7 separate regions of the Mus musculus genome follow, and regions 1, 2, 4, 5, 6 and 7 are each linked to region 3. The links are chromatin contacts, called in public HiCAR-type, HiChIP or PLAC-seq, capture Hi-C and promoter capture Hi-C maps. All regions are on one chromosome and are shown on one strand. Each heading gives the region's core, a stretch centred on a gene start, on an enhancer-like site or on the middle of the called end of the contact. The rest is flanking DNA. Distances are from core to core; before and after follow the strand shown.

Region 1 (3,644 bases), core at 12-2,511, 860 kb after region 3:
AGACCTAGTACCCTTCATGATAGAATCTTTAAACATTTACTGGTTAACCATTTCCTTTAGAACTAAGTAATCTTTAGAGATACATGTTGCCTCACCACTGATCAAATAAGGTAATACAGTGGTTTTTGTTTGTTTGTTTTTTAAAAAAAAGCCCTCAAGAAAGTGGGGATAAAAGCAAGTGTCAAGCAAAGGCAGAAGGAAGGCCAGAGTCATACTACAACAGTATTAGTGGCAACAAGAACATTTCACCTAAGGTGCTTCAAAAACAGCCACAAGTTCCAATTATTTTTGTTCAGAACAACAATGGTTCTCCAAGTATAAACTAGAACCCTGAAGATCCCCCAAGGACCTTTCAGAGGAATGTTACAAGGTTGAAACTATTTCCATTAACAGAAATATTAACTTTTAAAGATCTAATTTTCTCATAGGCATATGGTGGAGTTTTCCAAAGGTTACTCTATGAGATCAAAATAGATTGCAGAAGAATCCAGCTCTATGAAGCCCAATGCTGGAGTGATTTGAAGAACACAAACACACATCACCCTTCTGAAGTTTTGTTTTGAAGAAGTTATTTTCTCAGAACATGTTTTATGCTAGTGTGTATTTAATAGATATGTTTTTCATTGCTTTACTTTCTCTTAGAGCCATATAAATGAAAGGGGGGGGGATGTCCTATGGCCAAAAATGTTTAAGAACCTGAGTCCTTCACAAGCCACTGTCCTTCAGACCAGGCTCAGGGTCAGACAAAACATAATCCTGACAACCTTCCTAATTTCCTGCCTGGCTGACGAAAAGACAGCTTGGGGCAGGGCACAAAAATCCATTTAAAAAATCCAGTTTTGTGAGGCACACTTGTGCCACAATGCACGATGCTGAGGCAGCAGGGCATTACTGCAAGTTTAAGGCCAGTCTGAGCTACACAGCCGGGGAGAGAAGGGCGAGCAGCATCAGGAGAAGAGGGAAAGGAGAAGAGTGAAAAAAAGGAGAGGTAGAGAGAAGGCGAAGGTGCGGGGAAGGGTGAAATAGTACTTTTCTATAGCAGCCAGAGTCAAAGCCTCTCTCCCCTAAGTCGTCCTTTGTTCGCCCTACCATAGGACAACCCAATCACCACTGCAAGGATACTAGACTCGGTCCTGTCTTTAAGCGTCACTGAGCATCTCTGGGAGCACAACGGATCCCTGGGCCCTCCATTCTGATAGGCTGAGGCACCGCCCGCCTCCGCCAATGAGAGACGTTTGCGTCACAAGGGAGTGTGGCGCCGGCCGGTAGGCGGGCGTTCAGCAGCTGCCACCGCCGCTCCAGCGCCGAGGCCGCGGGCCGGCCAGCCGCCATGGTGGACTACTACGAGGTGCTGGGCGTGCCGCGGCAGGCCTCAGCCGAGGCCATCCGCAAGGCGTACCGCAAGCTTGCGCTCAAGTGGCACCCGGACAAGAACCCCGAGCACAAGGAGGAGGCCGAGAGGCGGTTCAAGCAGGTGGCGCAGGCCTACGAGGTCTTATCGGACGTCCGCAAGCGCGAGGTGTACGACCGCTGCGGCGAAGTGGGCGAGGTGGGCGGAGGCGGCGCGGCGGGCAGCCCGTTCCACGATGCCTTCCAGTACGTCTTCTCCTTCCGAGACCCCGCGGAGGTCTTCAGGGAGTTCTTCGGGGGCCACGACCCTTTCTCCTTCGACTTCTTCGGGGGAGACCCCCTTGAGAACTTTTTTGGGGATCGGAGGAGCACCCGTGGAAGCAGAAGCCGAGGGGCTGTACCCTTCTCTACCTCCTTTACCGAATTCCCAGGATTTGGGGGTGGCTTCGCTTCGTTAGATACTGGATTCACATCCTTCGGTTCTCCAGGAAACTCGGGCCTTTCTTCTTTCTCCATGTCTTGCGGCGGTGGGGCGGCAGGCAACTACAAGTCGGTGTCAACCTCCACCGAAATAATTAATGGCAAAAAAATCACCACCAAGAGAATCGTTGAGAATGGTCAAGAAAGGGTGGAAGTGGAAGAAGATGGAGAGTTAAAGTCCCTGATAATTAATGGCAAAGAGCAGCTGCTTCGCATCAATACTCAGTAAAGACTAAAGTGTCTTTTAAGGACTATCAGGACTTTTTTGTTTAAACGCGTTTTCAAGGGAACTCTACTTTCAGAACAACTGTATTCCAGACATTATATGCAGCTCATGTCGGTGCCTCTTGTTATTGTTGGGATCGCAGGGATAGGATCTCTCTTGGTCTTTATGCCTGTTGTAAATATCTGTATGCCTTTGGCACTTATTAAACTTAATCCTGAGGCAGACCACTGTTATGTTCTAGTGCTAGGAAACACTGTTCACAACACCTAAAACCACACAATCTCCATTTTGTTGAACATTCGACTCAGAGCTTTCCTTGAACTTTATAGCTCCACTTCCCCACATGCGCACCAAGGTGAAAGATGGGCATATATTGAGTCTTTCGTTTAAGATAGCTAAGTTGAAAAGAGTGGCTTTTAGTTTACCTAAAGTCATGCTGACATAGGAACAGTTGACTACTGTTTAAATGAAAGGCTAAAACTAAGCAGCTAAACTGAAGAAAGTAGACTTAAGTATATTCTTGTTATTGCTGCAACAAATTACCACGAACTTGGTAGTGTGTATATCACACTTATTCTTCCCATGTTTTGTAGAAGTCTGAAATTCACTTCAATGGGCAAAAAGGAGGATTCCTAGGATAGTGCTCTCTCTGAAGGTTTGGGGTTATGTTTATCAGTCAAGGTCTCAACATTTGGCTGGTTAGTGCCTAAGTTTGTTCTACAACAGTGGAAGATGCTGGAAGTGAGAAGTGCCTTTTGAAGGATATACAAGCTCCTTGGTTGTATATATATATGCAATAGAGTCCATTCTATACCACAGTTGGGTGCTTCCTAGACCTCGCAGAAGATGTTGCCTTTAGAGAATACAACACAGAATAATCTACCTCACTTCAGTGTTATTTAGGAAGACTTCATAAGGCATGGAAGCAAAATGGATCGGAATAGGTTTTAGATGCCATGCTTTGTAATTCTCTCCAAAGAGGTCATAGGACCTAAGCACATTATCATAAATTCAGACTACACGAAATGGCCTAGGGTTTTCAGTGCTTACTAGGCAAGCATCCCCAGAATCCCCAGAAACCTAAAGGTCTGGTGTGTGAGATAGTCCTCAGAGACACGAGGTCCCCAGAGCATGCTGGCCGGCAAGATGAGCCATATTGGCTAAGCTCTGGATTTTTTTTTTTTTTTTTTTGAGAGACCCTGGATAAAGTGCAAGAGTAATTGAGGGTGATTCCTGCCATCAGCCTTGGACCTCCATGTGTGCATTTGTGCACACACACACACAAGACACACACACCATGCAGACACATATGCACATACATAAGGAAGAGTCACTGAGTAGTATGTTGGTATGGGTTTGTATCTGAACTGATAGAAGGTATCAAGGATTTGGGGATAATGAACACATACAGTTGTGTGATGATTAAATGTGGAAATCATCATCCTGGGTGGGACATGAGTGGATCTGAAACTACACAGTGGATAAAAGATTGTCAGGAGAGTTTCTGTGGTAGGCAAAGAGCCTGGCATAGCAAGGTTACTCAGAGACCATGGGTCTTCAGCTCTGTTTTAAAAGTTGAGAGCAAACA
Region 2 (3,726 bases), core at 805-3,304, 790 kb after region 3:
GGTCCTATGCAAGAGCTGTGCGGGTCTTAAGTGCTGAGTCATATCTCCAGCCACAACACAGACACTTTTAAAGTACCGGTACAAAACATGTTTAGAAACTCCATTTGAGACCTCTCTGTCCTGTCATTCTAAATGTCAATGAATGCAGTTCTTCAAAACTTAATGGAACCTCACACACTCCCACACCCCCACTCTCATCCCCAGCACACTCACAATACTAAATACTGTGGTTAGAGATTTGTAAACACCCCCAGGCTAAATTCCTGCCAAGGTCTTTCATTGCTTAGGTTTCAAAATGTTGACCCATGGCATCAAAGTACGGTGTGTTTTTTGAAAGCCCATTTTACACCATGCTGCACTTTCCTCTGGAAACATTGCATAACAAAGGCTCTCCTGAAGGGTTAGAGATCCATTTCCTCACGCTCACCCTGATAGTTAATATTTGTGGCTGTTGTTAATTATGCTAACCTCCTAGACTGGACATGACTATTTAGTTTGGTCCCTTTTAACTTTCGTAAGTTAACTTACAAAGCAATAGGTTTAAATGTGGCACCTTCCTATGTCCGCCCTCAGACCTTGTTCTTGCTCATCCTTAACTTAGTTTTGAGACAGAGCACTGCCCATTGCACCTCCTCTCTTGTTGACAATTTCTGACCTTTGTCCTTTTCCCTGAAGGGCTTTCTTACTAAATGTTCTTATCATTAACCCTTGGTAAGATTTATTATTACAATATTATATTTATTATTATTTAATACTTAATTTGGTCCCTCTTAACTTTCATAAGTATTTGGGCCAAATTACCTGTTCTGTTTTGTATATGTAAATGCTTTAATTGATTTTTCTCAATGACAATCAGTATTCTGAAACCTTCTCCGCCTATTTGACTAAACATACTTTGATGAGCTATTAATGCCTCTTTCTAACACAGTAGTCGTGAATGATCTATGTGAAGTCAAAATTATCTGTAAATTGACAGAGTCTCGGATATTTTCTTGTTAATGTGAGAAAACACCTAGCAAAAAGCAAAATAAGGAAGGAAAGTTTTACTTTAAGCTTGCAGTGCAGAGAAGTTCAGCCATCAGGATGGGGAAGGCTTGGAGGTGCTCAGGAGACAGAACAGCATATCTAGTTGACGCCACCACCAACGTTCTGAAGCAACACCTTCTCACATCCCCACAGGCAACAGGTTCATACTGGGGTAGGGACAGATTGGATGAGGCAACCGCCATCCAATCCCAGGAGAGTCGGACGACCGACGGCCCTCCCAGAAGCCCAGGATCTTGAAAGAGACTTCCGCGCTTGTTGCAAATACATTGCGTGGGCATCCACAGTCTATGAGCCTGGAAGCTCTTCTTCCCTCCCTCAGTTTCAATGGGACAGCATGAAAAGATTATGGGGGCAGGCTGAGAAGTAGAGAGGCACCTCAAGGGACTTCCTGATACTCAGTAATGATTCCATTAATTCCCATATCGTGATAATCACGTTAATACCCGCAAACAAATGTAGCTGTTATGAAGTCACAGTAAAACCAACTAGTGGGGTTCAATCCCCCAGCTCTGCCAGAAGACAACCCCTCCCAAAAATTCTGAAAATGTTCTAAAATGTTAATCGAAGTAAATGCCCTCATAAAATGGACACCAAATTACCTACCCCCTCAAGGAACAAGATAACAATCAAGAAACAGCCTATAATCAGAAATGGGAGAGAAAGTTTATTTTAAAACCCTAGGATAAAAATCACAGATTCTGTCACGTTTATAATATCGTTCAGCACATTTACACGCGTCTTGTTTTTGAACACTGGCTTTCCAGACTCCTTTCAGGACCGTTATTTGGATCTGGCTTTCCCCAAGCCTTCCCAAGAGCTGGGAAATTGGTAGATCCAGGAAGGAGCCTTGACAGGCAACTCACCCAGAAGCCTCTAGGGGACGCGGGAGTGCCGCATGAAGTAATGCGCATGTTCCACCCGCTCCGGCGGACCCTCCCTCTCGTCCCTCCCCTTCTCGTTTCCACCGGAAGTGCTCCCTGGGAGCGGCGGCCGGAAACGCGGGCAGGATCGGTTGCGTAAATACTTTTGAAAGACCCTATTAGCGCGCGGGGCGCCACGTTTGATCTGTGGACGGGCTTGGGCGGGTGCAGTGCCGGGCAGAGAGCCACGTACGCCATGGAGTCTATGGGTCGGCAGGACCGCAGGCTGCATCAGCAGCTTAAGGAAAGCAGTAGCCGCTTCCAGACGTTAATGAAGCGGCTGATAGCGAAGGTAGGCTGGGACGGCGGCCGAGGCGGGCAGGGCGCGGTGGGCGGGGATCCAGCGCCCCGGAGTCTGACCAGCTCTCCCTTCCCCGCAGTACAACCAGCCCTTTGAGGACGACCCGTTGGTGGAGATGAGGACGTTAACCTACGAGACGCCCCAGGGTACGAAGCCCTCCCTTCCTGTTGGCACTGGGCCAGAACAGTGGGCCTAGAATTTGCAATGCTGCATTTGTCCCCCTTGCTCCTAGGGACCTTGAATCCCTGAGTTGCTGATTTCCAATTTAATTTCTCTGAAAGAAATGCCTGGAGACACAGTGCAGCCTGGTTTTTTAAAATGCCTGGCATGGAAGTTCGAGCTAATTGATTAGCGGTACAAGTGACTCTGTAAAATAAGGATGTTGACAATCATGGGTAAGCCGTATGGTTGTGTATAACATCACCAGAGTACCTGTCAGGCCATTGGAACAGCACCCAGGACTGCTCCGCTCTCATGGGCTTTGCTGTATAAATGTAGACCCATCTGTTTTGGACAGTCCCCATTATCTGCCACCTCTGACGCATTTTATTTAATGTTGTGAGTGTACTTACTACCTTAAACCTCATCGGTTCTCTAACTGGGATAAGTTTGTTATTTGATGAGGTCGTATCCTTCCCTAAGACCCATCCCTGATGTTTGTCTGAATTTATTGATAAAATCGGATTTCGGATCACAGTCTGCCAGGGGTCTACAAGTGCAGTCTGTCTTTTGTCTTATTGGCTGTTCAGGGCACGTGTTGGGTAAGCATTTTAAATAAGCAGAAACTGAACTAATTCTACAAAGAGGTTGCTTTTCTCTGGATGGGATCAGGACACAGCAATATAGGAATCCATAAGTGTGCTGTCTGACTCTTGGCTTTTCTGTGCTCTTGCGGCTGTTTGTGAAGGGGTAGGCAGTGTCTGGAGTATTTTGGACTGCCCATCTGTCTTCAATGATATATTCTGTCAGTGATATATAACTGATGTCAGTTATATGAGAACAGTGAAGTTGCTGAAGAGTTTGAGACTATACAAGTTGGTATAAGAGCCCTCCCTGAGGTCTGGCCAACACATAGACACCTAGGGCTGCAGTTGTCGGTTAACAAATCTATGTCCTAGCAAGCTTGCCATGAATCCCTCATCTTGTTGATTGTTCTGAGAGACACGTTTTTGGCGCGGCCTTTCCTAACATGCAGTAGACTGAAGTCCAGATTTAAGGTGGAGACTGGAGCAGAGAGCTAACTGCAGAGAACAGGAGGGAATCATTTGTGTGTGTTGACAGTTCACCTGGGCATGCACTTAGCACGTATTGTAGAGTTCAGTTTCAAACATGCAACATTAGCACTTTATGCGATTAAATGTAGAATTCCACGGAGAGGGCCATTCAGCAAAGCCTTGATTTGACTTAGCCGTTGTAGTTGAGCATCAGTGTCCTCTGGAAAGGTCATGTCCCACAGTG
Region 3 (3,751 bases), core at 465-2,964:
ATATACCAGGCACCAATGCCCCCTGACTTTGGGACAACCCCCTCCCCCAAGTCCAAAAGATGCTGCAGAAAGGATCCTTGAGAAGACCAGTTACTTCCAAGCCTCTCACTTTGAAGGACTTAGCCAGCACCAACAGGAGAATAGGAGTGTGCTCTGGGATCCCTAGGGCCTGCCTAGATCTTGCTTCCTGGGCAGGGTAGCGAAGCTCTAGGTAGCTTGTTTTACCTAGCTACCTAGATGACACTGTGTAACAGCTAAATGCTCCCCAGCACATTGAAATACAGCCGCTGTCCATCTAAGGATGCCAAAAACGCTCTGCAAACCACCCATTAATTTTTATGGTTGGCCCAGGAAGCAGATTGAGAATCATTACTGTCATTTTTACAAGGCTCGGTACCAAAACCACGGACTGGGCTGAGGTTTCGGCCCTCCCACCACCATTCTCTCCATCTGTACCCACCATCTCATGGGAAACCCCAGTACATCAAAAGGGTACTCATAACTATCAGAAACAGCCTTTGTGGTAAGGCAGGTCAAAAATTCCAAACTTTGGGCACGAGACAATCAAGGGTTTCAAGCAAGGGTTTTCTTGAGGTTAGGCAAGAAGGCGCCAGGTATAATTCAATGATTAAATCTACAAGGCTGCGACATCCCCACCCCCCACCCCCAACGAATGTGGGATCGGCGTAGATCTCGTGTTTATTTCCGCTCTGGACACTCATTGCTTTTATAATCAGAGCAAAAGTTATACGAACTTTATTTCTGCTGCTAAATCACAGAACACCAATCTGATGCACTAACAAGGGAAGAATAAACACGAATAAAGCCCAGCATGGTATTCCCTTTCAAATCTCATAGCTCCACGAGGCTCCACAACCTTCTGCGCACGCAGAGCGGCCAGCCAGCTCTCCGCCACTCCTCCCGCGCGGCATCTGCAGGCGCCCCACACCCGGGAAGGGCCAGCGCCAGCCAGCCCCACAGTCCGCACCGCTAAGCCCCCCAAACCTGCATACTACAACGCCAGATCCCAGCTGGGAGCCTCCTGGCCCCCAAACCCTCTAACAAGACACACTGGGCGGCGCAGGGCGGCTTCACGGTAAACAGCACTTGCAGAACAACGCTCCTCTATCCTAACCGCTCCCACCCGCACACCCCAGCGCTGTCACCTCGGGGCTGCGCGGTCACTCGATCACCAAGACAGAAACTGGAGTTTTCAATTTCATCCTCCAGGAGGGCTCTCCGAAGAAGTTGAAATGTGCATTGTCACCAAGTTTAACCCAAAGCCGCGCTCTCTTCGCTCCTTCTCAGAACCGCGCGGGTGGCGCCGCGACCCCCTCCGCCCTCCCCGCGCCCCGGGCCCTAGCGACCACGATCCGCAGCCCAGGTCGGGCTGTGACCACAGAGGGCAGGGAACCGGGAGCTCAAGGGGCTCGGAGCTGCTCCAGGCTAGCCGCGCCCCAGAGCCCGGGATGCTGCCCAAAGCCACAGCGCGCGCGGGGATAGGGTGCGCCGTCCGACCCTAGGCTCCTACCTGGCTCGCATGGCGCCCCACGGGTCCTGCGGTTCTCTTGTCCTGTGGGGCTCACCCGGCCGGGGGCGCGCGCGACTCCCGGTACCGCGGCCTCAGCGATCGAGGCAGCAGAGGTGGTGAGGTGCCCAGACGCCGCGACAGCCCAGAGCGCTCGGCCCCCGCCAGCGGGCGCAGAGGTGGTCTGGGCCGGGGCGGGGCGCGAGCGCGGGCGGGGCCGGGGCGCAAACAGCGGGCTCCAGGAGGGCGGAGCGCAAGCAGAGACCGCGGGAGGGGCGGGGCCAAAGCTGGGGGCGGAGCGAGGAAGAGGCGGGTCAAGCTCAGGCTGGGGCGTAGGGACCGGGGGCGGAATCGCACTCTCAAGGCGGAGTCTTTGTCGGAGAGGCGGGGCCTAGACGATACTGGGGCAAAAGTGGGCGGGGTGTGCTCAAATGAGCGTGGTCAATATGAGGTTGGAGCAAGTAGGGGCTGTGCCTCGAGCTGGGGGAGGGCAGTTCTTAGTAAAGGCGGGGCCTGGATGAAGGGGGCGGGATGTCCCGGAGGGGCGGGGCCGACTGAGCCGCTGATTTACTTAAAGAAGCGGCTTGGCTTACTGGCGCCTCCAGTGCTCCGGCGCGATTCCCGCCAACACTCCTTGTCTCCTTCCTTAACAGCGCCAGTTAAGAGAGTGGGGTTAGGGCCTCGGGATCTTTACCCCTGGACCCAGAAATGAGCAAAGATGATGGAGACCTCCGGTGCTCTGTTTTGGGGAAGCCTCTGATCCCCCGGGAGTGGTTAAGCAGTAAAACCGAGAAAAAACAAACAAAACTCAGCTTAGGGAACAACTACAAGTGGAGGAGAGCTGCCTGCGAGGCAGATTGCAACTGAATACATGTCAGCATAGTTACACTTCCTCTGCCCAGACTCACATACAGAAGTAGACGCTCGATGCGAGCTCAGTGAATGAACACACTGCGAGGCAGCGGAGCAAAAGCCCAAGCTCATGAGTCATCTCTCACGGGAGTAGACAGAGGCCTGTAGGGGTTGATTGCCTCAGTGAGGTCGAACCAGCCTTTGACTGCTGTGGTGGTGAGGCCAGGGAATGAAGGCTTCCACTTGGAACCAGTGGCAATCATGTCTTCAATGTTGCCACAGATCCAAATCCAGCAGCCCACTGAGTCCATCTTCACTATCATCGCTGGCGACAGATACCATTTATATTTTCTAAGTGACTTCAGACGTTAACACAGATTATCATATTCGGCAAGATCACATGGGAGAGGGCTTCAGAGTCGGAATACTAGCCAGTTTTCTATCTCCCGTGTTCTTTATGCTCCCCTTCCACTCCACCCTTGCACTCGGGCTGCCCGCCTTCCCCCACCCCCACCCCCACCCCGCTCTAGATGTAGTCCTAGTGGAGTCAGGTAGACATACTGGTCAACCTAAGGCTAAGAGGGTAGAATTTCATATTCTCTTAGAACATGGAAACGAGTACAATTACTCCTTAAGTGTAGCTGTCGACCTTAAAAGAAGCAGTCTCCTGAAGGTGCAAGTGACTTACATGGTTGGAGGGGGTGGGGGTGGAGGAGACAAAAGCATCCAGACTGGAGGGCGTGTCAGGAGCCAGCCTGCTGTGCTGGGATCTCTAGGCCTCTGTGTGAGTCACTTGCCTCTGAGTATGAAAATTAAATACAGAGCATAAGCCTCAGCAGAATGCCTAGCACAAAGTAGCCATCACTAAATATTAGCTATTTGTACTGCCGTGACTCCGAATGTCTCCTGTCTAAACCATGTCAGAAAGAGGGAGAGGGAGAATATGCATGAACGTGGGCTGGGGTTATAGCTAGAGTTGGTAGAGTGCTTGCCAAACATGCACAAAGCCATGGGTCCCATCCTCAGCGCCAAGAAATGGGGATGTAGTCACTCAAGCCCACACTCAAGAGATTCAAGGGGGATTCAAGGAAGGTGGATGCAGAAGGATCAAAAGTTGAAGGTCATACTCCCCTACATAGTGAATTCAAGATCAGCCTGGGATGTGTGAGACCCTGTCTTGGAGAATGGAAAGATGGATCAGAGGTTAAGCACTGGTTGCTCTTCCAGAGGGCCACGCTTCGGTTCCTAGCTCCCACAACCATCTCTAACTGGAGTTCCAGGGCATCTGACACTTTCCCTTGCCCTTCACGGCACCAGGCGTACCAGTGGCACACAGACATATATTCAAGCAAACATTCATTTACACAAAAT
Region 4 (3,613 bases), core at 76-2,575, 640 kb after region 3:
TTCACTGTATGCAGTCATCTGCACGCCCTGAACTGAGCTCTCACCAGGAACCAAATTAATGACAGTGTGATCATGGCCTCCCCAGACACAGAGCCACAAAAACTACATTTCTGTAGCTTAAGCTGCTCACTCTGTGGTATCTGGTTATAGCAGCCCAGACAGAATAAGATATTTCTGGTTCTTTCCTATTCCTAAGTCATTCTGTAAGCCCCTGGGATGCACTACAACAGGAGATCATGTGCTACTTGGACTGGTGGCTGATGCTGTTACTATAGCAACCCCAGCTGGGGCCCTTGACCACACTGCACCTCTTGCAGGCTGTGCTTAGACTTCAAAGGTCACTGGGCTCTGCTCAGTGTCTAGAAATTTTATGTCCTCACCCAGATTCTCCTTTCCCTTCTCAGGCATCTAATGTAACAAGCATTAGACGGGGGAAAATGGAGGAAGAAGGGAAGGGGAGGGGAGAGGAGGAGAAGGGGAAGATAGAGTCAGTCTTGAAAACTCAGAATCAATCAGTCTAGTCAGATTTAACTCTAGCTTCATCCTGAAGGACTTGGTCTAGAACTGGGCTCCTCAGCAGCAAGGATTCAACCCTCAGAGTAATTCTCACCTCAAGACACTGACATTTCTCCTCCACAAACTCTCTCCAGTGATCAACAGCCAGCCCGTTAACCACCAAAGAAATGAGACCCACCATTGTAAGATGTGTGCAGAACTGTAAGATGCGCAATCAGAATCCCATCTTTTATTGCCAACCTGGGCACAAAAACCTCACAGGACGGAGAGTCTGAGGACATTCCCTCTAAACTTAAGGAAGACCTTGACCGACATCCAAGCCGAGGAAGCCCTCACATGGATGGGAACCAACCAGCCAGCTCTTTCCCACAAGAGTGTCCCAGGTGACATAGGGACAATATGGTGCATGCCATGTTGTCAACAGGCCAGGCCACACTGAGACATTCCAGGGATGGAACATGAGGGAAGCATTAACCTCTGAGCGACTTTTCATTCCCAGACGTGAAATGACAAGAGAGTAAACACAGCCCCACAGGGCTGTGTGCAGCAGATTCCCAGGACCTCTATAGAAGGCAACAGCTTGATGTGGCTGCTGATTCTGGGGGGAACGGGGGCGGGGAGGGGGAGAAGATCACTTCTGGCAGGTGACTCCCACACACCTGCCTCTGGAGAGAAGCCAGAATTTTTCTGCTGGAAGCCCGATGGTGGCACAATGACATTCTTGTAGCAAGGGTTGTCACTGTTTGTCTTGCTCTGTGGTTTCCACTGAGGTCAGAGTCAAAAGAGAGAGTCCTAGCACTGACTGCATTCCTCAGCCCCACCCCTGAGAACAGCTAAGGGGCTGGCTTGTTTAATCGAAAATACCTCACATCATTCTGAAGGGCCGTGATCACATCAGCTCTTGCAAACAACCTTGGCCGGGGACTCTCGGAGTCTATGAATCTCACCAGCTCAGTCCATCTTCCTAATGTCTCCACTGACGGCAGCAGCTGGCGAACCCAGTTTCTCCATCAACCGTGTTGATATTTTAGCTTGCTGGTGAATACTTGCAGAAAAGCTACCCTCTAAGAAGGCCTGGGCTACACTGCTGTGCATCTAGGCATGCTCAGTGCGGGTGCTGGCTCTCACTCTCCCAAGGAACAGACAGACTCACAATGACAGTTCACACCTGCCTCCGGCTTGCTCCAGTACCAATGACAATTGCGGAGCAAGGGCCACCCATTTCACACCTATGTATGTTTGCTGCTGTCTTCTCCAGAGGAATGTGGAAGAAATGTGCAGTAAATTCAAAGACTGGGAAATTACATAATTATGTAGATTCATAACAAAATTGTGTGTAAATTTTAGCCTATTTTGACCATAAGGGAAATCACAGCTGCCCTGCAGAGATGTCTACAGATAAGGACTCTGGTGGGCCCAGAGTGTGGGAGTTTACCAAGGTAGAGGGAGTGATTGGATTCAACTATAAAGGCAGAAGAGAGTTTATGTTTTATGAATGTTGGTTAAACATGTATCTTTAGAATATCTTCATCTCCTCCAGACCAGCGCCATTCCCCAACACGTTTTAATTCTTCAGTCTTCAGTACAACGTGTCTGTGTCTGAAACAAATACCATGACAGGATACAAGCAGGAGCCAAACCTGAAACACATTCAGTAAGTGCCAGGTAGCTGCATATAAGAAGCATTCTGTATAGCATCTTGACTTGCTGTCATTTTCAGAAGGCTGGCACAAGCAACTCTGTGAGAGTAGGTCTCACCACGAAGCTGAAGCTGGTCTCAAACTTAGAGTTCTCCTGTTTTAGCTTCTCAAGGGTCACCAACAAGCACTGCTGTGCCAACATGCTAAACTCTTAATGGGAGAACGGATGCCATCTCACAGTTTTACAGGCACACACATGTGCACACACACGCACACACACACACACACACACACACACACGACTCACACCAAACCACAAATGATGTCCAAAGGAGGCAGATTTGGGGATGAGCCCTATTCCCTAGGCGGGTTTGTTGGGAATGCCCACTTTGGAGGATATTTCATTCTGTAGCTAATTTATTAGACTAAGAAATCTAAAGGAATGCAGTAGTAGTATGTGGTGCTCCTATAGGCACAGTGGTCGATTGCAATGAGTCTTACTCTTTAGCCACTTAATCAATTTTTTTCTTAGTTAAAATCCATAAGCGCACAGAAGGCAGCGGAAGATCCTAGGTACCCTGCTCCCTCACTCCCTGCCTTATTTCCTTGAGAAGCATCTCTTGCTGAACCCAAAGCTCTATAGGCATGTGTGGCCATACCTAGCCTTGGTTTTATTTATTTATTTTTTTAAATAGATGAGATCTAGGGATTCAAACTCAGGTTCCTATGGGCATTGATCAATCCCACCCACTGAGCCGTCTCCCCAGTCCACTAAACTATTCTTGGAACAGTTCTATGTGTACAGAAACACAGGACAGTGTACAAAGTAACCTGTTCTCCCACCAAAGATGTTCTCTGTTATTAGCAGATTGCGCTATTGTGTCAGCATTTTCTCCACCTGATGACCCAGGCTGCTGTGTGGTCAGTCACATCCCACTGCATGGGTGTGTGCCGTCTCATCCATTCTCTGGGGCTTAAGGAGCAAATGGTGTTATGTACCATGTTGTCTGTATCATATGGGAGAGTATTCCTGCCCTAAAAGTCACCATGATGACTTACAAAGAAAGACAACAGGATGCTTGAGTCTGCTTGCTTTTAACAAGATGTTAATATCTATTGTCAATTGGCTGAAAACACTCGAAACATAGTTACTTTGTGAGCCTCCATCCCTAGCATCCTCCTCATGCCTCCTAACATCAATTTCTCATCTGAAATTGGATACTTAGTGATGCTCTAATCTGAAATTGGATACTTAGTGATGCTCTATTCCAAACCAGACAATGAGAGAGCAGTAAAGGAAGGGAAAGATCTTTATTGCAGAGTGGAGATTATAAAAAGGAAAAAGACACCATTCTCCATGCCTTTCTTCATTTCAGCTTCTGCTTCTCTTTCTTTCATGAAATCTATTCAAGAGAGAAGGAAGGGCAGGTTAGATCACCATAGTATGCATCTGCACC
Region 5 (3,786 bases), core at 173-2,672, 530 kb before region 3:
AGCCGCCCATGTTACAACTACCCTGGAGGCCAATACTTGCCCAAGTTCACACATTGTCTGGCCTCAAGGCTGTGGTGTATAACACATACTGCACTCAGCAATGCCAAAGGCTCTCACCCTGGCCCTTACTCCCTCACTCCAGCTCCAGGCCTTCCTAGTGTCCACAGCAGACCTGAAGGCTGTCCTGGTTCTCAGCACAATGTAGAAAAACAGAGGCAGGAGCCTGATTTGCCTGGGCCTGACTTGGTGTCAAGCTAGATTTTCATCTGTTTTTTTTATTCTACTGAAACAGTTACTTTCCTGAAATCTCTCTCTCTCACACACACACACAAAGGATATAGACAATGGCTAGAGCCAGCAGCAAGATTGCAGGGTGCAGAATATTTGGATCCTCAGAAAGAAACCAGACAGCTATTCAGCGAGGGTGACTCGGGACAGGTCAGGAAGAGAGGGCCCCTCAGTACTGAGGGACTCAAGCAGGCTGCCTTACACCTCTCCACCTCACACCCAATATCCCGCTTTGGCTCACAGGATTTTCACGTTTCCCGTGTGCCACCGCCTATCAGAAACGATAGCCTGAGGTAGTCAGTACCTACTGCAAGCCAGTCACAGGTTTCATGTCTCTTTCCAATATAGCTCACTCGTTAATCTTCCTCAAATGCTGACTCCTGTTACCTCTTAAGCTGTCCAAAAAGCAAAGTCCCCCACAACACATTCAAGGTCAAGTCAGTCATCGTGCTCAGGAGGATGCTTGGTACTCAGACCCAGCAGGTGTCAGGGCTGGAAGCCATGGCCTGCTTCTCCTCTGTCGGTGGCTGGAAAGGGTGAGGGGTGCCAAGCAGGCCAGGAAGACAGTCCCCTGACACCAAAGAGGCTGCAACCAACACAGGACAGACATCCCTGGCCCTGCACTGACCTAGAAACCCCCATGTCTAAGGAGCCGAGTCACCCAGAGGAAGGTCTCTGCTCAGAGAAGCTAAATCAGGAGCACCGGGTGACCTGCAGAAGCTACAGAAGACAAGACACATCCATACTGTAGCCTTGTGTGACATCTTTGCAGAATGTTCATTTTTGTGGCAACTAGGTTAATAAAATAGTTGACTTAATAGAAGGAGGGGGAAGGGAGGGGGAGGGAGACGGGAAAGAAAAGAAAAGAAAAGAAAAGAAAAGAAAAGAAAAGAAAAGAAAAGAAAAGAAAAGAAAGACTAAAGAATCGACACAGTTTCATCATGAAACCTTTCTTTAAAAAACAGGGCCCAGTCTGAAGGAAGGCAAGGCTGGCATGGCTCAGGGCCAAATGAAAAGTGACACATGCTTTAGTCAAAGACGTCTGCACCACAATCTCTGTCACCTTCCTCTGTGTGGTTTCTCAGCGACTGAGCCTTGTGCCACAGACAGCAATGGAAACACAAGCTACACAGCACCCACACAGAAACCTCCTCACCCAGCGGGGAGAGGGGGCCGAGGCAAACCACAGCTCCTGTCTCTCTCAGGTGACGACAGAGCAGCTGCCTGGCTGCTTCAAAGAACGACTCAGGGCATGTCTGCATACACTGCCCAAGGACCTTCCCAGTGGACAGAGCCTGAAGGCACAGCTGTTTGTGGGCTTTCTTATTACGCACATAGTAGGCCCAAGATGGATGTCCTGCGCTGAATGAAGCTGGTATGATATGATGCACGCCTGCAATCTCCGCACTTGAGAGGTGGGACCATAAGGATCAGAAGTTCAAGGTCCTCCTAGGCTACACAGTGAGCTCAAAGTCAACCTGACCACCCCGACTCAACACCCTCACCAAAAACAAAGACCCAGAGGAAACTGCGGTGCCCACTTAACACCTCACTCCATGGAATACAAGAAGGAAACACATTCACAGGCACTGGTTTAGATAAAGTACTACTGCACTGCAATTTAACAGTAGGGCAGAGATTACACTGGTGGGCGTGGGTAGCCCACTGAGCCTTCTGCTAGGTGTGGGTCAGGCTGCCTGGCTCCTGTTTGATGCCACAAGTGACCTCCACTGTGGCTTGTCATTCCTCATCACAAACCAAGCACGGCTTCGATTACCACCCCCCCCCCCTTCTGCAGTGCAGTGCAACCAACACAGGGCCTCCACACACTAGACAACTGCTCTAACACCAAGCTATGGTCCCAGAACTTAACAGTCTTTAGTCAGCTCAACAAAGGAAAAAGTGGGTGCTGGGTCCTGACCTCCCTCCTGTGGTGACAGGCTACAAGGACTCCAGGTTAGACATGTAAAATGTGACATCAGTTCCTTCACTAGTCTCGTTAATCATGACAGTGGGTTATGAATGATAGCCAAGTGGACAGAATAAAGGTGCAGGGACTGTGCTACCCACATGGGCTCCAAGATTCATGAGGACACCTCAACTACCTCAACTGTAGCTTGTGCTAGCAGAGGAAGCACACAGGAAGGCCAGAGGATGAGCTTCAGGGGTCAGGGCTGCCTTCATGCTCCTTTTGAGAAGCCCAAAGGTCAGCTCTTGCCCCACAGGAGACCTGTTTCAGCAAGGGACACCATACATCTCCACAGGGCCCATCCACTTTAGGGACACAACAGTGCCATCAACTCCACTGCGCACAGATGCAGACAACAGCCTCCCTAGGCCTCTGCCTGGACTTCCACTAACCTCAGTTCCTCCTGGCTACATCCAACTCCTGGTAGAAACTAAGGAGCATGGAGGCCAAAGGCACCCTGAACCTCCCTGAACCTTCCTTTTCCTGAGAGGCCTTAGGCTCATTCAGAGCAAAGCCCCATTGCCTACTACAGGGAGCAGGCCACCAGCAAGGATGGAAGGCAGAGCAGAAAACAGGTCGCTGGTAGGCTTTGTCCCTCTGATGGCTGGTCTCTGTCTATGAGACAAGCTAGAAGTACAGGTCAGAAGAGCTTGAGCAATGATGATGTCACACGGTTCAACCCACGGCACCCAAGCATGGTCACATGGGCAGAAATCAGCATGATGTCATCACAAGCCTGTCAGATCTCCACAGCATCTTAAACGATCGAAGATCCTATAGTGAGCAGGGCCCAGCTGGACAGAAAATAAGGAAGGTGGCTGACTGATGGATGAACTTGAACTGGGGCAGCCGGAACCCACCGGGTCCTCACCTGTAGCCTGGAGGAGCCTCCTTACAAATGGCGAGTTTCTAAGAAAGCTTTCAATTCCACAGCTCCACTGGGTGCCTTCCTGGGGCCTCAGTACCTTGAACTAATAATAGTTCATTAATGCCCTTTATCAGGCCAGACTCTTACTGCATCATCTGGCTAGAGGACACAAGCCCCAGCACAGCCATGCCCCCTGAGGCACATATTACAGCCTGGTCTGCAGGATCACCACAATGACATCATGCCCCCACCCCCACCCAGTTGGGCTCCACCAGGGACCACAGACACAAGCTTCAGCCACAACTCGTGAAGCTGCCACCAGAGTAAGAAAAGGAAGCTGAAATTGTAGGTGAGAGGAGAGGGGGGGAAGAAAAACAAACCCTGAACAAAACGCACTGTCTCGGGTACTAGGATGCTCTTGGAACCTTAGAATTCCACAAAGGTTTTTAGAAATGCACTCTTTTTAGCAACAGACGTGATCTTTTTTTAACCTGAGAACATTTGCAGAGCCCTGAAATAGCGAACAGAACAACAAAGAAAAGGAACACAGCTACCAGAGACCAGACACGGGGGAGAGCCAGGTCCCTGGCCCACCAAAGCCTTGCTGAGGAAGGAGACAGATGCTCTACAGAGGAATGGGAGCTTTGTCCAGTAGTGATTA
Region 6 (3,579 bases), core at 500-2,999, 540 kb after region 3:
GAATAGCTGCAAACTGGGTCTAGGGCTCTCTCCTTTCTTTAGACACCTCTTTTCTCTGTGTCAACAAATAGCCTTCACCCCCAATTGCATGTCTTGCTTAAAGGTAGCCCATGCCATCTTAAGGTTTCTTGCTTCACTCTTCAAAGCTGAATTTCACAGGGTGCAAGGAGGAAGATTTGGGCCAACCTTTGATGCCTTTTAGAAAATCATCATTGGTGGGGCTGGAGAGATGGCTCAGCAGTTAAGAGCACTGACTGCTCTGCAGAGGTCTTCAGTTCAATTCCCAGCAACCACATGGTGGCTCACAACCATCTGTAATGGGATCTGATGCCCTCTTCTGGTGTGTCTGAAGTCAGCGACAGTGTACTCACATATATTAAATAAATAAATCTTTTTTAAAAAGATCATCATTGGCATTCTTCATGAAAATCTTGTCATTCTAAGGCTAGAAGAAGTTTTAGACTAAAGCAACCCACGTCACCTGTCAGACTGCAGGTCCCATAGAAGGAAGGTCCCTGCAGGGTCTATGGGGGAACTGGGATCAGATCCGAGGTCTAAGTCAGATGATGCAGATTACACTTTGCCAGGAAAAAACAAAGCTTGGAAAGACCTCAATTCATTCAGTAAGGACTTCACCCTTTATTTTAAGAATGACACAAAATCAAGGTTTTTTTGTTTTTTAAGTCAAGCATGCTAGTGCATGCTTATAATAGCAGAGGTGGGGGACATAGAGACAGGCAGATCCTTGGGGGCTTATTGGCCAGTTATCCTAGCTGACGTGAGTTCCAGGCCAGTGAGAGACCGTTTCTTCAAAACAAGGTCAGTGGCACCTGAAGAAGGACACATGGGATTGTCCTATACCTCCATCCACAGGAGCAAAGATGTACCCACCTACCCCCTTCCAAACCCAAAATTAAGGGTATTCTCACAAAAAGGGACCTCTCATGACTGCCCTCCGAAAGACCCAACGAGCAGCTGAAAGAGTCATATGCAGATATTTACACCCAACCAATGGACAGAAGCAGCTGACCCCTGTTGTTGAATTAGGGAAGGCTGAAAGAAGCTGAGGAGAAAGCGGGTCCTGTAGGAAGACCAGTAGTCTCAATTAATCTGGACCCCCTGAGATCTTTTGAACACTGGACCACCAAACAGAGAGTATACACCAACTGATATAAGGCCCCCAACACACATAAAGTAGAGGACTTCCGGGTCTATGTTCATTCAGAGATGATGTACCTAACCTTCAAGAGACTGGAGGTCCCAGGGAGTTTAGAGGTCAGGTGGGGTGGGGGTGGGGGCATCTATGTGGAGACAGGGGAGTGTGGAGGAAGTGTGGGATGTGGAGCAGTTGGAAGGTGGATGGGGGAGGATGAAGAATGGAATATTCAGTGTAAAAAATAAATTAAAAAAAATTCCCTATGTCTGGTATGGTATAGATGGTGTCCATTATTCAAATAGAAAAGGAATAGGCCTTTTTTTCTTTTTTCAATCTAGTCAGTATAAATAGGAATCACATTAGGTTATTTAATTTCTGAAGAGCTCACATGATTAGATTTAAATACAAAGCAAGCACAGCATTCTCTACTTGATTGAAATGATGTCTAATAAATGTTTGCGATCCTCTTGAGAAGTTAGATAATGTGAAGTTCAGTGCTTTCTCTTTCTTTAGTCAACACTTTAAACTTCCCGCTGGAGCTTGGCTCTCCCACTAACGTTGCTGGTCCATGACTCACCTCAGGAATAAAGAATGCTTTTGTGTGTGGGGCTTCACCACAGAGACGGTATTTTTTTTTTCTTTGTCTCAACCTCATCCTGAAGGTGTGGCTTTCTTAGCAAAATAGTCATTCTTTCTTTGTGCTGCTTGGGCCCCCACTCATTAATCGAGTCAAGTCTGGAACACCCATTAACAACCCCTAAAGATTCAAGGAAATCTACTCAAAGACCAGTTATTTCTTTAATGTTCTCAAATTCTCTCTTCAACAAAACCGAGAGCAAGGCTACACAAGATGAGTTGGGAGAGCTCAGGTTAGCAGAGTCCAGACTCCATGCAAAGGCAAATCCTCTGCCTTGTTATTAGCGTGACTAGAACCAGAAGACGTACAGGGATATCCTTAGCAAGCCAGAATGGCGTTGTCAGCTCAGTAAGTACATATCGAAGCAAAGACCAATTGGAGATAACTTTTATGAACAAAATATTTCTTTTTAACCACTAAGAGTCTTCAACCAGAAGGACTCCAAAGAAAATTCCAGGGGGGTGGGGGGGAGAACTTGATAGCAAAGACACATCATGAAACAATTTTCAAACAAGTGAACACATTTTCAAAGTTTAGATGAACAACAAGAACAACAATTTTGTTGAACAAAGAGCTAAATACTAGAAAAGTAATAGAGAAGTCTTGGAAAGTTACACAAGAGGGATCAAGATGGTGATGAGTATTTGACATAAAATTCACTAAAACTGAATTCAAAAATTGGTCATGAAGAGGGGAGAGAAAAGGAAAGAAGAGAAGAAGAAGGAGAAGGAGGAGGAGGAGGAGGAGGAGGAGGAGGAGGAGAAGAAGAAGAAGAAGAAGAAGAAGAAGAAGAAGAAGAAGAAGAAGAAGAAGAAGAAGAAGAAGAAGAAGAAGAAGAAGAAGAAGAGAGACACACATAGAGAGAGAGAGAAGAGAGAGCTTTAAAAACCAGGTTGGGGAGATAGCTCAGTGGTTAAGAGCACTGACTGCTCTTCTAAAGGTTCTTAGTTCAAATCCCAGCAACCACATGGTGGCTCACAACCATCTGTTATGAGATCTGATGCCCTCTTCTGGGGTGTCTGAAGACAGCTACAGTGTACTTACATATAATAAACAAACAAACAAACAAACATCCCAATATTGGCAGGGAAAGTACGTGTACATCAGTCCCCAAAGGACTGACACAGGTACAGGGTTTGATCTCTGCCACCTGATGAACCCAGGCTGTGTGAGGATGCTACACAGATCTGTTGGCAAAATGGTCCAGGTTTACAGGGAGCAATGTGCCAGCACTTAGTAAGTGCAGTGGAGAAAGGCTAAAGGCTTGACTGCACATGTGGGCATTCACCCCAGCAAGCAGACTCTCATCTGACTGAGACTGTACAAAGACCAGAGAAAGAACCTGGATGGATCTCACTAGAGATAGAAGGAAAGAGGCAGCTATGAAGAATGAACAGCAAAGAGGATGCAGGGACAAAATATTCTCATGTAAACCTTTAAGTACCACTAGAGTCTCTGAAAGGAGGAATGCGAAGAGGAATGCATGTATTTGCAAATGGGAACTAGAACCAAAAATGACCGAAAAATACAAACACTTGTGGAATCAGTGATGTATGACAATGGTTAGAGCTGAGTTTGAAAAACAGAATGAGAACAGGCCAAAGGGGTGGAATCAGGCCAGGCTAGAGGAGTGGAGTTGGGACAGGCCAAAAGAAACAGGTGGGGAAAGACCAGCAAGGCGGGTGCAGGCACACTACTTTGTTACAGTTTTCATGGTCAGAATGCTGTTATCTTTCATACACTGGAAATTAGTAAGCTCTGTAAGATTGAGAAGAAAAGGGGGAAA
Region 7 (3,672 bases), core at 843-3,342, 860 kb before region 3:
CAGGAGAGTCAGGTGAATGAGTAACTGCTCACCCAGTCCTCTTGCAGGCAAGCACGAAGGTCCCTGGCTGCGGTTGCGTAAATCAAGGAAGCGGTTATTCTAGAAGTTGAGGAGAGGGGATAACAACAAGGTAGTGGCATTGAAGACTGTCACTGTAGGTATCTCATAATAAGAGGGAGTATTTATTATGCTCATGAAGAAACCAGCCTTTTGCCTTGGGCTTCGATTAACTTCTTTTGTGGGCAAACAGGGACTAGAGCTTGGGTATCCCACAGACACCTCCTTCCCGTGTATCCCAAAGAGAATTAATTTCCCCTCACACTGCCTAAGCCATCTCGAGTTCTGGGCGTGAAGTGAAGGGATGCAACACAGGCAGCGCCCTAATGAATTCCTTTCAAACCGCCTGCTGCCGAAACCATCTATTACTGCGGCCCGGAGAGGGGAAAGGCGTTTGAGATGTCTTTGTCCGGGTGATGGAGGGGAGGGGAGGGGACACTGGTGGGGGAGGAGGACGGCTGGCAGCCGGGCCAGCGAGTTTTCTTCTGGCCAAGAGATGCAAAGGACTCATCGTCCCCTCTTACCTCTCTGGGTGGGCAGTTGCTCTCTGGCAAGATTCTTGGCCCGAGAAGATCTCTAGGATTGAGACGTCCCCGGGGGACCTTGGGGTTAGAGCGGGAGAAAGAGGAAGACCGAGAAAGAAGAGCTTCAAAGAATCGGGTCGATAAATTCATAAAGATCGATTTATCTTTATCTCCCAATTAAATGTGCTTGTGATACATAACACACGTCCAACATGAGCCAACTCCCCAGCCAGAGCTCTTCCGGGTGAACTGATTTTTTAATGACCTATATAACAATGCCCTCCTTTGCTCCTTGGCCTGGTGCTGTCAGCAGTTCCGAAAGGACGTCTAGACCAAGGAATCTGAAGAACAGGCAGGGGGACCCGAGGAAGCCCAACGCGCTTGGCAGGATCTGCCTTCGCCACGAAAGGATCCCATTTTAAAAGGAACACAAGATTTGAAAGTTTGTTTCAACATAAGAAAAGATGACCAGAAATGCCTACTTTCCTTTCGCCGCAATCCCTCCAATCTCCTAACCCCCAAATTCCCGGCTTTTTACCATTGTCGAGAACAGGGGAAATATCTTGAGGGACTCAGCTCCATCCAGCAGTCCGCAAAGGGGAACCGCGTGCCCAGGAGTCCTCGCGCTGCGCAGAGCCAGGGTGAGAGCTCCCTCCGTTGCCAACGTGCTTAATTAGTGCCTATTTACAAAACGCAGCTTTTATTTGAGCAAACATCATAAAGCTTTCATCAGGATAATCTCACGTTATACAATCCAGAGGCGTCGCAACCCCCCCCCCCATTCCTCCCTGAAGATGGAGCAGATAAAAGACTCGCTTTATTATCATAATTATCGTGGCTGTTATTTTGGTGTACGCTGGCAAAGTGGGTAAATAGGTGCGATGATTAAGAATGTCATGAAAAATGAGCAGGGATCGCTCACGGAGGGCCCAACCAGGAATGAGGGAGACCACCGCCGGCCGCCCCGCTGCCACCAGCGGGCCGCAAGCAACCATTCAGCTTCCGTGTCGTGTGAGCAAGGGCTGACAGGCCCAGGCGCACCTCTGGGAGCAGACCTGCAGAGGCAAGACCTTAAACGCTATCCGGAGACCTTGCCCGGACCCTTGGCACAACCAGAGCGCCCCTGGTTAAGGTGAGCATCACACAGGGTTCTGCTGTAGTAAAACACTCCCGGCCCATCGGTGGCGGGTGCCAGTTCCAAGCCGCCTCTCATGAGGCCTCCACAGGGATGCCAGGGACTCTAGGGTCTGAGTCGGGTAGGTAGCAAGGGTCCCTCTTAAGTTTGCTCCGCGCGGTGCAAAGGCTCCAGCTCCCAGGCCAGCACGCTCCAACCGTGGCGCCGGTAGCCCATTTGCGGCCCGCCTGGGTGAAGGGGGCGGAGCCCTAATTTCGCCCCGCCTTCCCCTGAATAGCAAATAGGAGTTGGTGCTCGGTCCCACGTGACACGAGCTCCGCTGGGCAGCTGGCAAAATGTGAATGAGAAAGAGGAGCGCGATTTAAAGGTGCTGGCGGCGCCCGCCAGAGACAAGTGCGCCGGCTTCGCGCGCTCCCCAGCCGCCCGTGGGAGACGACGGACTGCAGGACGGACAGACGGACGGACGCACGCACTGCTGGTAGCTGGGCCGAGACCTGCAGACGCGAAGCGCGCGCGTTCCGACGGGCTAGCAGCCGGGAGCGGTTCCGGCGAACGCGAGGTCCCCGGCGCCCTCTCCATCCCGGGCGCACGGCCTCATCGCGCTCGGTGGCTGCACCCGTGCAGGCCGGGTATGCTGCGGGTCCTGCACTGAGGGGCGGCGGCGGCGTCTGCGCTCTGGGCACCGCTCAGCCCCTGCCCGGAGTTCCCGGTGGTACTCCCAGCGTCCGGAGGGCTTCCAGGCGGCGGCGGGACACGGGGACTTTTCGTCTCTCCCTGGCTTCTCCCGAACGCGTCTATGAGCGCAGCGTTCCCGCCGTCGCTGATGATGATGCAGCGCCCGCTGGGGAGTAGTACCGCCTTCAGCATAGACTCGCTGATCGGCAGCCCGCCGCAGCCCAGTCCCGGCCATTTCGTCTACACCGGCTACCCCATGTTCATGCCCTACCGGCCGGTGGTGCTGCCGCCACCGCCGCCACCGCCTCCCGCGCTGCCCCAGGCAGCGCTGCAGCCCGCTCTGCCGCCCGCGCACCCTCACCACCAGATCCCCAGCCTGCCCACCGGCTTCTGCTCCAGCCTGGCGCAGGGCATGGCGCTCACCTCCACGCTCATGGCCACTCTGCCCGGCGGCTTCTCTGCGTCGCCCCAGCACCAAGAGGCGGCGGCTGCCCGCAAGTTCGCTCCACAGCCACTGCCCGGAGGCGGCAACTTCGACAAAGCCGAGGCGCTCCAAGCGGATGCGGAAGACGGCAAAGCCTTCTTGGCCAAGGAGGGCTCGCTGCTCGCTTTCTCTGCGGCCGAAGCGGTGCAGGCGTCGCTCGGTGAGTCGGCGGCGCGCGCAGCCGGAACGCGGGGACGGGAGGGAGTGGGGGCGGGCCAGCTCCGGGTTCCCGCCGAGACCCGGGGGACGAGGCCGCGCCCCCGCCCGACCTCTGCGGGAATAGCTGGAGGAGTTGCGGTGATGCCCACCGGAGCTTTCCAATGGGGCATTTAACGCCAAGCAACAAGCAGGATCCTGGGGAAAGGAGGCGTTTAGAGCTCTCCTGCTAGCTACTCCAGGCCACACATCTGGTGGCGTGTTTGGCACACACACACACACACACACACACACACACACACACACACACACGCTGTGATTATTGAGGGTCCTTGGTGTGTTGCAACCTTAAAGAGAGGCCTTATTGGGCTGGTTTTTTTCTTTTTTCAGTTGCATATGTACCCAATAGAGTCCAGACTCAAATATCTTCACTGGGTTCTCTGTTCATCCAAGAGAATCAGATTCCTGCGAGACTCTCTCTCTCTCTCTCTCTCTCTCTCTCTCTCTCTCTCTCTCTCTCTCTCTCTGTGTGTGTGTGTGTGTGTGTGTGTGTGTGTACATGCACGCACTAGGAACTCTAGGGTGGAAAACTTCTCCTAAGGAGACACAAATGATATGTCTCAAGAAAGCTGCGGGCTGGC

What was found. HiCAR-type assays count read pairs that join an accessible place to other places. HiChIP or PLAC-seq counts read pairs in DNA pulled down with a chosen protein or histone mark. Capture Hi-C pulls out chosen DNA fragments and counts their contacts.
Region 1: a HiCAR-type map of astrocytes shows a contact between it and region 3, with 3 times the contacts expected there. The contact joins the promoter of Dnajb3 here to the promoter of Sh3bp4 in region 3. A contact is called at or near these places in 2 of 115 datasets of contacts at active chromatin or transcription factors (astrocytes and embryonic stem cells).
Region 2: a promoter capture Hi-C map of liver shows a contact between it and region 3, with 3 times the contacts expected there. The contact joins the promoter of Hjurp here to the promoter of Sh3bp4 in region 3. A contact is called at or near these places in 2 of 39 promoter capture datasets (hippocampal neurons and liver), 2 of 484 Hi-C or Micro-C datasets (CD4 T cells and CD8 T cells), 2 of 115 datasets of contacts at active chromatin or transcription factors (embryonic stem cells and hepatocytes) and 2 of 9 other capture datasets (adipose tissue and liver).
Region 4: a contact with region 3 is called in a FOXA1 HiChIP or PLAC-seq map of pancreatic cancer cells. The contact joins the enhancer-like site here to the promoter of Sh3bp4 in region 3. A contact is called at or near these places in 1 of 39 promoter capture datasets (embryonic stem cells), 1 of 15 datasets of contacts at CTCF or cohesin (the NIH/3T3 cell line), 5 of 484 Hi-C or Micro-C datasets (adipose-derived mesenchymal stem cells, embryonic stem cells, nephron progenitors and 1 more) and 19 of 115 datasets of contacts at active chromatin or transcription factors (T-cell acute lymphoblastic leukemia, astrocytes, bone marrow-derived macrophages and 13 more).
Region 5: an HNF4G HiChIP or PLAC-seq map of pancreatic cancer cells shows a contact between it and region 3. The contact joins the enhancer-like site here to the promoter of Sh3bp4 in region 3. A contact is called at or near these places in 2 of 39 promoter capture datasets (cranial neural crest and hippocampal neurons) and 7 of 115 datasets of contacts at active chromatin or transcription factors (astrocytes, embryonic forebrain, embryonic hindbrain and 4 more).
Region 6: an HNF4G HiChIP or PLAC-seq map of pancreatic cancer cells shows a contact between it and region 3. The contact joins the enhancer-like site here to the promoter of Sh3bp4 in region 3. A contact is called at or near these places in 3 of 39 promoter capture datasets (hippocampal neurons and liver) and 2 of 115 datasets of contacts at active chromatin or transcription factors (astrocytes and pancreatic cancer cells).
Region 7: a contact with region 3 is called in a capture Hi-C map of embryonic stem cells, with 2.3 times the contacts expected there. The contact joins the promoter of Gbx2 here to the promoter of Sh3bp4 in region 3. A contact is called at or near these places in 1 of 484 Hi-C or Micro-C datasets (embryonic stem cells), 3 of 115 datasets of contacts at active chromatin or transcription factors (astrocytes, embryonic forebrain and embryonic stem cells) and 3 of 9 other capture datasets (adipose tissue, embryonic stem cells and embryonic trunk).

What each region holds. Positions count from the first base shown.
Region 1 is chr1:88,203,365-88,207,008 of GRCm38.p6, reverse strand. Dnajb3 (DnaJ heat shock protein family (Hsp40) member B3) reads left to right here and starts at 1,261. Exons shown (of 1, transcript NM_008299.3): 1 at 1,261-2,277. The coding sequence starts at 1,331. The coding sequence ends at 2,059. The region is part of intron 1 of Ugt1a10 (UDP glycosyltransferase 1 family, polypeptide A10); the gene reads right to left. All of the region lies in intron 1 of Ugt1a9 (UDP glucuronosyltransferase 1 family, polypeptide A9), which reads right to left. The region is part of intron 1 of Ugt1a8 (UDP glucuronosyltransferase 1 family, polypeptide A8); the gene reads right to left. It also overlaps Ugt1a7c, Ugt1a6b, Ugt1a6a, Ugt1a5 and Ugt1a2.
Region 2 is chr1:88,275,907-88,279,632 of GRCm38.p6, reverse strand. Hjurp (Holliday junction recognition protein) reads left to right here and starts at 2,054. Exons shown (of 8, transcript NM_198652.2): 1 at 2,054-2,259; 2 at 2,348-2,414. The coding sequence starts at 2,164.
Region 3 is chr1:89,068,378-89,072,128 of GRCm38.p6, reverse strand. It overlaps Sh3bp4 (SH3-domain binding protein 4), which reads right to left and starts at 1,714. Exons shown (of 6, transcript NM_133816.3): 1 at 1,532-1,714.
Region 4 is chr1:88,426,268-88,429,880 of GRCm38.p6, reverse strand. Spp2 (secreted phosphoprotein 2) reads right to left here. Exons shown (of 8, transcript NM_029269.3): 8 at 3,443-3,559. Among named protein-coding and RNA genes, the nearest start is that of Spp2, 21 kb to the right of the region's middle. Within about 2 kb of position 1,325, at least 26 of the 459 cell types and tissues checked have an H3K27ac peak or open chromatin away from gene starts, as enhancers often do. A contact at or near this core is called in pancreatic cancer cells, where this site is marked.
Region 5 is chr1:89,600,702-89,604,487 of GRCm38.p6, reverse strand. The region is part of intron 1 of Agap1 (ArfGAP with GTPase domain, ankyrin repeat and PH domain 1); the gene reads right to left. Among named protein-coding and RNA genes, the nearest start is that of Gm41914, 22 kb to the right of the region's middle. Within about 2 kb of position 1,422, at least 64 of the 459 cell types and tissues checked have an H3K27ac peak or open chromatin away from gene starts, as enhancers often do. A contact at or near this core is called in pancreatic cancer cells, where this site is marked.
Region 6 is chr1:88,532,456-88,536,034 of GRCm38.p6, reverse strand. No RefSeq gene overlaps it. Among named protein-coding and RNA genes, the nearest start is that of Gm19589, 17 kb to the left of the region's middle. Within about 2 kb of position 1,749, at least 47 of the 459 cell types and tissues checked have an H3K27ac peak or open chromatin away from gene starts, as enhancers often do. A contact at or near this core is called in astrocytes and pancreatic cancer cells, where this site is marked.
Region 7 is chr1:89,929,596-89,933,267 of GRCm38.p6, reverse strand. It overlaps Gbx2 (gastrulation brain homeobox 2), which reads left to right and starts at 2,092. Exons shown (of 2, transcript NM_010262.3): 1 at 2,092-3,035. The coding sequence starts at 2,513. LOC102637806 reads right to left here and starts at 1,193. Exons shown (of 4, transcript XM_030244408.1): 1 at 1,120-1,193; 2 at 582-659; 3 at 33-99. The coding sequence starts at 1,163.